Linked DNA regions of Sus scrofa: all the other regions are linked to region 2. Evidence: chromatin contacts called from public Hi-C and HiChIP or PLAC-seq data. All regions are on one chromosome and are shown on one strand. Each heading gives the region's core, a stretch centred on a gene start, on an enhancer-like site or on the middle of the called end of the contact. The rest is flanking DNA. Distances are from core to core; before and after follow the strand shown.

The links. A called contact is a pair of places that touch in the nucleus more often than the background predicts. HiChIP or PLAC-seq counts read pairs in DNA pulled down with a chosen protein or histone mark.
Region 1: a Hi-C map of liver shows a contact between it and region 2, with 2.1 times the contacts expected there. The contact joins the promoter of BRK1 here to the promoter of IRAK2 in region 2. A contact is called at or near these places in 4 of 47 Hi-C or Micro-C datasets (embryonic fibroblasts, heart right ventricle, liver and 1 more) and 1 of 2 datasets of contacts at active chromatin or transcription factors (alveolar macrophages).
Region 3: a contact with region 2 is called in an H3K27ac HiChIP or PLAC-seq map of alveolar macrophages. The contact joins the enhancer-like site here to the promoter of IRAK2 in region 2. A contact is called at or near these places in 1 of 5 promoter capture datasets (liver), 22 of 47 Hi-C or Micro-C datasets (adipose tissue, alveolar macrophages, blood and 12 more) and 2 of 2 datasets of contacts at active chromatin or transcription factors (alveolar macrophages and skeletal muscle).

The regions. Positions count from the first base shown.
Region 1 is chr13:66,314,150-66,317,084 of Sscrofa11.1, reverse strand. It overlaps BRK1 (protein BRICK1), which reads right to left and starts at 1,647. Exons shown (of 3, transcript XM_003132361.5): 1 at 1,370-1,647. The coding sequence starts at 1,571.
Region 2 is chr13:66,348,841-66,351,902 of Sscrofa11.1, reverse strand. It overlaps IRAK2 (interleukin-1 receptor-associated kinase-like 2), which reads right to left and starts at 1,297. Exons shown (of 13, transcript XM_021069319.1): 1 at 1,085-1,297. The coding sequence starts at 1,178.
Region 3 is chr13:66,396,766-66,400,118 of Sscrofa11.1, reverse strand. All of the region lies in intron 9 of IRAK2 (interleukin-1 receptor-associated kinase-like 2), which reads right to left. Among named protein-coding and RNA genes, the nearest start is that of TATDN2, 23 kb to the left of the region's middle. Within about 2 kb of position 1,263, at least 16 of the 83 cell types and tissues checked have an H3K27ac peak or open chromatin away from gene starts, as enhancers often do. A contact at or near this core is called in adipose tissue, alveolar macrophages, brain and 3 more, where this site is marked.

The sequences.
Region 1 (2,935 bases), core at 398-2,897, 35 kb after region 2:
GTATATATATTTATATATTTTATAAGCTTATTATAAATAAATAATGTGTATTTACATACAAATGTAAAAGACCATGTATATATTTGTCTTTTCAGGGCCAAACCCAAGGCATATGGAAGTTCCAAGGCTAGGGGTTGAATCGGAGCTGTAGCTGCTGGCCTACACCACAGCCAGAGGAATGCAGAATCCCAGCCACCTCTGCACCCTACACTACAGCTCCTGCAACACAGATCTTTAAATTACTGAGTGTGGCCAAGAATCAAACACAGGTCCTCATGGATACTAGTCAGGTTTGTTACTGCCGAGCAACAAGGGGAATTCCTATATGTAAATATATTAAATCAGAAACAATGTTCTGCTTTGCTCTGATGTCATTATTTCATCTTCAAAATAGAAATCACTTAATTGTAGGAAATGGTTCTTATTCTGTCTTCCCCACAGAGACTGAGAAAGAGCCTTGTACTCAGATCTAGTTTGTCTTGCTGATGCTTTTGGACAAATCTCTTGCTGTCACCTTTATACACTCCTTTGGACTTCTCTTAGCAAGAAAATAATTCCTTTTTAAGTCTTTTTAAATTTATCAGTTTCCCCTACTTAATCGCTTAATGTTGCTGAATTAGTGGGCCAGAAGCACAACTGGAAAAAGATCACTAGATGTCATCCCCACACCTTGTGATGACATAAAAAGTTTACCCAGTGCCCGGTTCTTTCAAAGTAACACTCGGAGAACAAGAGTCAGGAGTCTCTGCTGCAGGGTGTAGCACAAGGATAGGAAACAACGCGGAAGGAACTTTAAGACTGTCACGGACAGGTCATGCCAAGGAAAGATTTTGCTAGAAGCAGACAACACCCACTGTGGTCTAGATACTAGCGATGCAGAGATGTCCCTGGCCGGACGCGATGTGGGCCCTCCTCCGCTCTCATCTACCACTCTGCACAGCACACGCCGAGACAGGAAAGGACCGACAGGAGGGGCGACTAACAGGCTCGACGCTAAAGGGCTTCTGGACAGCGCTCTCTGAGCACCAAGTGACGACTGAAACGAAGCACAAAAGAAGGGAGACGCCTGAAGAGAAGGAAAGATTCAGGCGATGGATGGGGCTGTCTGACACGTCCGGGAAAGGAACGGACTTGTTACTGGATGCGGGGGGAAGGCAATGAAGCCGATGAGCTCAGCGTGGGGCAGGATAACCCCACAGGGAATGATCAGTGGAGGCCGGGGGTCAGAGCGAGAGGGGAAAAGTGCGGCCTGAAGGCGGAAGCAAACACCAGCAGGAGCCCACGGCTCCCAGAACCCGCGTCAAAGCTTCTCAGCGCCCTCCCTAGGCGGGCCCCCCTCCTCCCTGCCTCCCCCTGCTCGCCCGCTGACCAAACGAGTTGAGAAAGTCTGCGATTTTCTTGATGCTGCTGGTGATGACTTCAATGTACTCCCGGTTCGCCCAATCCTGGTGAATCTCCCGCTGCACGGGATCCTCTTGGCCTGCCATGGCTGCAGCTGAAGGAAGCGCGACTGCGCACGCGCCTCGACCCTCCAGGCCTCCAGTGCGCCGACGCAGCCAGCCCACGCCCATGCTCGGTTGGCCACAAATCCACAGGCTTCGTGATGCGCCTGCGCATTGTCAAGTCCCCGCCAGCGTCTTCGCTCTTCTCCCACACCCCGGAAAACGGTGGCCGCAAAACCGGCTTGGAGAATGGAGTGCGCACGCACTCAGAGCCCCCCCCGTCCCCCCTCAGTCACTGGCAGTTTTGGTCGTTAGGGGGCGCGTGAGCCCGCATCAACCCTAACTTCAGGCGCTCCAAACTGAGATCTCTGACCACAATAAGCTGGGCAATGCCAATTAAACCACAGAAAACACAAGTCATTTCAAAAATGCCTTTTAACAACACATGATGCCCACCTTGCATTTATCAAATGAACAAAAGGTTATTTTTTTAAACTATAATACTTAGAGATGAAGAGGCTGGCTGAAGGGAAATGGGAAAATTAGTAAATAGCTGGTCATACTGTAAGCTGGCAAGATCTATTCAGAAGGAAATTTAATAAAGTCATTGGTGGAGTTCCCGTTGTGGCTCAGCCGTAAGGAACATGACTAGTATCCATGACGTGGATTCCATCCCTGGCACTAGCTCAGTGGGTTAGATAGAGCTGCAGAGTCTTTGATCTGATGGCTGTGGTCCAGGCTGGCAGCTTACAGCTTTGATTCGACCCCTAGCCTGGGAAGTCCACATGCCTTGGGATGCGGCCCAAAAAAGACAAAAAAGAAGAGCTCATTGGAAAAGAGAAAACACTTTGAGCACAATGTTCTTAAAGGCATCATTCATTTAAAAAAACAAATCTCAACTGTTGGGGAATGGCTAAATATCAGTATAGTCACTTAGAGCAATATTATGAGGTCATTTAAATGTCAATTATGGCAACAGAACACACATGCTAAAGTGAAGAAGAAAACAAAATACAAAATTTTTTCTTTTCTTTTTTTTTGGTGGGGGAGCCCGCACCCCTGGCATATGGAGGTTTCCAGACTAGGGGGTCTAATCAGAGCTGTAGCTGCCAGCCTATGCCACAGCAATGCCAGATCAAAGCAGCGTCTGCAAACCTACACCACAGCTCACGGCAACAATGGATCCTTGACCCGGTGAGCAAGGCCAGGGATCTAACCCGAAACTTCATGGTTCCTAGTCGGATTCGTTTCTAATGTGCCACGATGGGAATTCCTTTTTCTTTTTCTTTTTTAACAATTTTAAAAAATATTTTGTCTTTATTTATTTAGTCTTTCTGCCATTTCTTGGGTCGCTCCCACGGCATATGGAGGTTCACGAGGCTAGCGGTCGAATCCGAGCTGTAGCTGCCAGCCTACGCCAGTGCCACAGCAACATGGGATCCGAGCGGCGTCTGCAACCTACACCACAGCTCACAGCAACACCGGATTGTTAA
Region 2 (3,062 bases), core at 48-2,547:
GAACATATAGATACTACTTAAAAAATAAAGTGGGAGTTCCCGTCGTGGCGCAGTGGTTAACGAATCCGACTAGGAACCATGAGGTTGCGGGTTCGGTCCCTGCCCTTGCTCAGTGGGTTAACGATCCGGCGTTGCCGTGAGCTGTGGTGAAGGTTGCAGACGTGGCTCGGATCCCGCGTTGCTGTGGCTCTGGCGTAGGCCGGTGGCTACAGCTCCGATTGGACCCCTAGCCTGGGAACCTCCATATGCCGCGGGAGCGGCCCAAGAAATAGCAACAACAACAACAACAAAAGACAAAAAAAAAAAACAAAAAATAAAAAATAAAGTGGCACCAGTCACACCGACTTAAAACATAAAACTAAGAATTATAATTAACACTTCCTTATTACTTACAAGAATCTGACAAAAGGGGTCAAGTGCTTTTTATACAGTTTTTTCTAACCACCACCTCCAGTTTGCAGATTAAGAAGCTGAGGCCCAGAGAGGTTAAGCAACTTGCCCAAAGTCACCAGCTCGGATGAGATGGAGACTGGGATACAGACCTCTGGGCGCATGAGGGCTACACTGCTGCGCAGCCTCCCCCGGATGCCAAAACCTCAGCCTATCACCAGGCGCAAACAAATTACACCAAGGACAAGCAATATCCTGGCAGGGCCAGATACGGGGTTCAAATCCCACTCTACCACTTAGCAATGTCTTACCCCACCCATCCGCTTCCGCGAATGACTCTACCTCTAAATCCCAGGCCGCTGTGGGAATTAAATGAGATAAGCCGTGTCAGGTGCTTACATGGGGCCGAGCACACAAAAAGAACCAGTCATTTCTGACAGGAATCAGTTTAAGCTTTACTGTAACCAGGCAAGTCGAGCCTGACATTACTCAGCAACAGAGTAATAGCAGAACTCGTCCACGATCACCTAACACCTTCCCGAGGACCACATTGGGCTCCAGAGAGGGGGCAGTGCCTGTCCGGGGAACAGCGAGGCTCGGGTCCAGGACGGCAGCGCCGAAAGCCCCTCGGATCAGGATTCACATAAACAGAGGTGGGGAGAGGGCTGAGCGGGGTCGCAGGGGGACAACTCACCGAACTGCATCCAGTCCCACTCGCTCAGCGTGTCCATGTTGCGGCACAGGTCGTCCAGCACCCAGGAGGGCAGCTGGTAGATGTAGCAGGACATGGCCGGGCTTCGCGGGCCGGCGGGAAGGCTCGCAGACAAATGAGTCGAACTCGGCTGGACTCAGCTTCTCTAGCTGCAGGCGGGGAGATGCACCCCCGTCGGCCGCCCGGGAAGTGGGCGGGGCTTCCCTGTGTGCGATCGCCCCCAGCGGCCACCGAGGGCATGACGCCTCCCGGCGGGCTGAGCGGCTGTGAAACTAGGAGGATCCCAGCCGGGAGGGGAAACCAACCCATATTTGGGAGGCAACACGTTTAAGGCCACCTGGGAATCCAGTGACAGTCCCGAGAGAACTTCTGACTCCACTTCTAGGGTTTTTGGCGCTCCACCATATATGATTCATTCAACGGATAGTCTATTAATTACCTGCTATATGTCAGGCACTGTCTAGGTGTTGAACATGCATAAGGGGAGAAAACTTTATAAAGTCCTTGTACTTATGGGACTTACAATCTAGATGGACCGGAGTGGGGCCAGAACTAGCAATAAATAAAGATACTGAATAAGTAAGTTACTTAGAATGCTAAGAGGTAGTAAGTGATATTGCAAAAGAGAAAAAAAGTTCTTTAAGAGGAATCAGGAGTTAGAGCAAACAGGGAAAAGACTCTATACTAAATAGGATGGTGAGGATAGACTGTGATTATAATGGCTAATATTTACTGATTCCCTCCTCCATACTATGCACTGTTCTAGGTGCTGGGGATCCTTCTGAAGAAAACAGGGCAAAATTCCTGCCTTGGATGGAGATAACACAACAAGCAATAAAATGCTAAATAAGTAAATAATTTAGCTCTTTAGAAGGTAATAGGTAATGTTTGGGAATAAAAGTAGAGTACTGTAAAAGAGGGCAGGAGAGTGGCTAATTCCATTATTCACTGTCTTAGAAGGTGATAAATACTATTGGGGCAAAGCAGAGTATGGTGAGAGGAACTGGGGAGCAAACTGAATTATTATTAAGTAGGGTAGAAGAATGTAACTGCTAATTTTATTAAGCATTTATGATGGGCAAACTTCACCAGGCTTATTTTACTTAAAATGATCTTATGTGTCTCCCTCAACGTACACATGAGGAAACTGAGACACAGAACAGTCAAATAACTTGCCTAAAATCAGCGGTACAAAGTGGCAGAGCTGGAATCCAGTCTGACCATTAGCTACAAACTGCCTCTTTATTGTAATAACTACCATTTATCTACACCTGCAATGTGCTTTGTGGAAATCATTTTATGTGATTCTCATAATCCTGTGTTACAAATATTATTAATCCCTTTTTTACACAAAAGTAAATGGGTTCTGGAGTTCCCTGGTGGCCTGTTGGGTTAAGGATCTGGCATTGTCACTACTGTGGCACAAGTCACTACTGTGGCACAAGTATGATCCCTAGCTCGGGAACTTCCCCATGCCACAGGCCTGGGGAAAAAAAAAAAAAGTAAGTGGATTCCAAGGAGTTAAGCAGCATCATTGAGGGCAGACTGAGCACCTCTTTGGAGCCCTAAACATCGGCTGTTGAAAGAAGAAGGAAACAAAAATGAAATTTATTTTTTAATTTTTTATTTTTTGGCTGCCTCTTGGCACATGGAGTTCCCAGGGCAGGGGTCAGATCCAAGCCTATAGGTTACGACCTACATCACAGCTGTGGCAATGGCAATGACCTACACTGCAGCTGCAGCAATGCCAGATCCTTAACCCACTGCACCACAGCAGGAACTCCTTGATTTCTACATCTTTAAAGTGGGAGTAATCATTCCTATGGCCTTGTGAGCAAGGGAAGAGGATTAAATCAATCTACAGAAAATACAATTGATTAGTTTATAATCAATTGTTGATTACATCAATTTAGACAGGGTCTTCCTTGCACAAAGACTGTGGTCAAAAAGTGATAGCTGC
Region 3 (3,353 bases), core at 14-2,513, 48 kb before region 2:
GGGGCAGACACCCATGCACAAGTTTAGATAGGAGATTCTGGCCCAGAGAGAGGCTTCCTCTTGGGAACAAAGCCTGAGCTCTAGGCCTGGCTCTCCCATTTGCCAGCATAGACATTTACCCAAAATCTGGAACATGGGAACATCACTAAATCCCTCTTCCAACTAAACATGCCACTCAGCTGACAGGAGAAGGTTTGAATTAATTGATAGCAAGGCACGGAGGATGAAAACCAAATGTGTGTGTATCAGATAGACAGATAAATACATCTCTCTCTCTCTCTTTATACACACACACACACACACACACACACACACATACACTATACATCTATCTATCTATCTAACTATATATACATACACCCACACTATAAAGATTTCATTTATTTATTTATTTATTTATTTATTTATTTATTGTCTTTTTGCCTTTTCTAGGGCTGCTTCCTGTGGCATATGGAGGTTCCCAGGCTGGGGGTCCAGTCGGAGCTGTAGCCATCAGCCTACACCAGAGCAACGCGGGATCCGAGCCGCATCTGCGACCTACACCACAGCTCATGGCAATGCCAGATCCTTAACCCACTGAGCGAGGCCAGGGATCGAACCCGCAACCTCATGGTTCCTAGTCAGATTCATTAACCGCTGCGCCACGACGGGAACCCCAAAGATGATTTCATTTAATACCCATCAGAAATGGTAGGCAGGCACTGCTATGTCAATCTCAGGAAAAGGAGGAACCACATGCAGATAAGCATTCTAGACAGAAAGTCTCAGCAACATCCACAGCATGTTTCACCCACAGGCTTTTGCTAACATCCTCCACTCGTTAATTCATCTGTTCCCAAAAAAAGCACAGCCCTGAGCCAGTGTGAGCCACCACAAAATCGACCAACTGTGATTTGTGTCTTAAACGGGAAACCTGCTTTGAACAGGAATTCTCAGCAGAGGTAACAGCATGCTGGCTAAGGAGTCTATAGTCAGGCCTGGGTTCAAATTCTCTGGGTCTTACATGCTTAGGTGATCTCTGGGCAACTAAAATCTGAGCCTGTAACCTTCTCTGGTAAATGGTGACCTAGCAGTTGTAAGTATGAGGGAGTGAGTACCCCATCTGTGGTGTCAAATCTCCCTCCCACAACTTCTCTCAAAGTCAGAAAATAGGTCACAGTACTGCTGAGAAATCCTCTGCCCTCAAAGGAAGGGCCTGCAGGGTAACTAACAGGCGGCAGTGGCCAGGAAAGGGCAGCAGAGGGCACCCTTGCAGTGGGCAGACGGGCCCTTGAAAAGGGACTCCTGACCAGCTCCTGCAAGGGAGGGGGAGCTAAGGGGAAAGAAACAAACATTTCCTCTGCCCCTTCCACATGGTAGGCCTTTGACAGACGTCATTTAGTGCTCATCAAAAAACCACAGAGAAGCACAGCGCTCTCCACAGAGGAACCAAAGTTCAAAATCACACCATCCATCAGTGGCAGAGCTGAGAAAAAGACTGAAGGGAGCCAGGAGGCACTCACTGAGTGAGTGAAAGAAGGAAAGAAGGAAGGAAGGAGGAACTCAAATGAGCTGATTTAAAAGGTCAAGATTGGGGAGTTCCCGTTGTAGCACAGTGGAAATGAATCCAACTAGTATCCATGAGGATGAGGGTTCAATCCATGGCCTTGCTCAGTAGGTCAGGGATCCAGGCTGCTGTGAGCTGTGGTGTAGGTCGCAAACATGGCTCGGATCCTGCGTTGCTATGGCTGTGTGCAGGCCAGTAGCTATAGCTCCGATTTGACCCCTATCCTGGGAACTTCCATATGCCACGGCCCTAAAAAAATGCAAAAAATAAAATAAATAAAAAATAAAAAGTCAAGAGTGAACAAAAATAAGGAGTGAGGGCATGAAGGTAGGAATAATTGCAATAACCACAATAATCATCATCTTGATCTATGCAAGGTACTCTGCTAACCAGTTTATATACATTACCTCCATATGTATCATTACCCCCATTTTACAGAGGATAAAACTGAGGCCCAGAATTATAGGTGATACCCTAGGTCACATAGCTGAAAGCAATTGCAACCCCGTGCACCTAAGTTCTTCTACACTATAGTGCCTGCATCCTTAGGGTCCAGTTCCCCTACTTCTCAAAGGAGCAGGAGCCTGGGCTGGCCTTACTGAACTCACCAAGCCCCTGGCAGTGGGGCTGGGGGAGGGTGGGGGCATTAGAGGGCAAGGAAATCAGAAGGCCCAATGGGCTAAAAGGCAGAGGGAAGCAGAATCTGGCATTGTTGGGCTGAGGGCAGAAGTGGCTCAGAGGAAGGGCATTAGTGGGAGAAGCAGAGGACAGGAGACCGTGGTCACAGAAAGGAAGTGGAGAGTTTGAGGCTGGAGAAGAGAAAAGGCAAAAGGTCCAAGACGCAGCTAGTGGCTCTTGGCAGAGGTCACTTTTCTCAGCCAGCATTTCCCAGGCTGGGATCTATGGGTCTCCGATGTTTAGAGATACGAAGAAAACAAGGTTCCATAGTCAAATGAATTTGGGAAACGCTACATATGTTTGCTGGGCTATGGTAAATTCAGTTACCAGGTTGAAGGCTCATTACCACATTAAAGGCTCTGATTTTGTGGTCACTTTCTTTTCTTCTGCTTAGCTTTGTTCAACCCAGCATTTCTCAAACCTATTTAAACATGTCAAAACCTCTTTTTTTTTTTTTTTTTGGCTGTATGTGCAGCATGTGCAAGTTCCCACGTTAGGGATTGAACTCACGCCAGGGCAGCGACCCAAGCCACTGCAGTGACAATCCGGATCCTCAACCTGCTGTGCCACAAGGGAACTCCCATTAAAATCTTTTAAACACATGTAACCTATCGAGTTCTCAGGGAACTTGTGTGCTATAGAAATTACTTTGGAGGTCTACACTCAGGCCATGAACTCGAGGGGGAGGGATTGTGTTTTAGTTACATTTACTTTCCAAGGGCGTGGCACACAGTAATGATGGATGGGGGTGGTGACAGGATGGAAGGGTGGATGGGTAGACAGACACCGAATGGATGGGTGGCTGCTGTGTGGCTGAACAGACAATTGGAGAGACAATTAGACGGCTCGATGGATGTGAACCAGGGAAGTCAGGAGATACCTGTAGCCTACCGGTATCTGGACATGTGTGAGTAGCTTTATGTCAGGGCTGGCAAACTTTTTCTCTAACAGGCTAGATAGTAATATTTTTGGTTTTGCGAGCCACAAGCAGTCTTTGTCACATATTCTTTTACTATTATTGCTATTATTAAATATGATTAAATCTTTTATAAGCATAAAAACTTTTTTTTAATGGCCACACCCATGGCATATGGAAGTTTCTGGGTCAGGGATTGAATCTGAGCCGTAC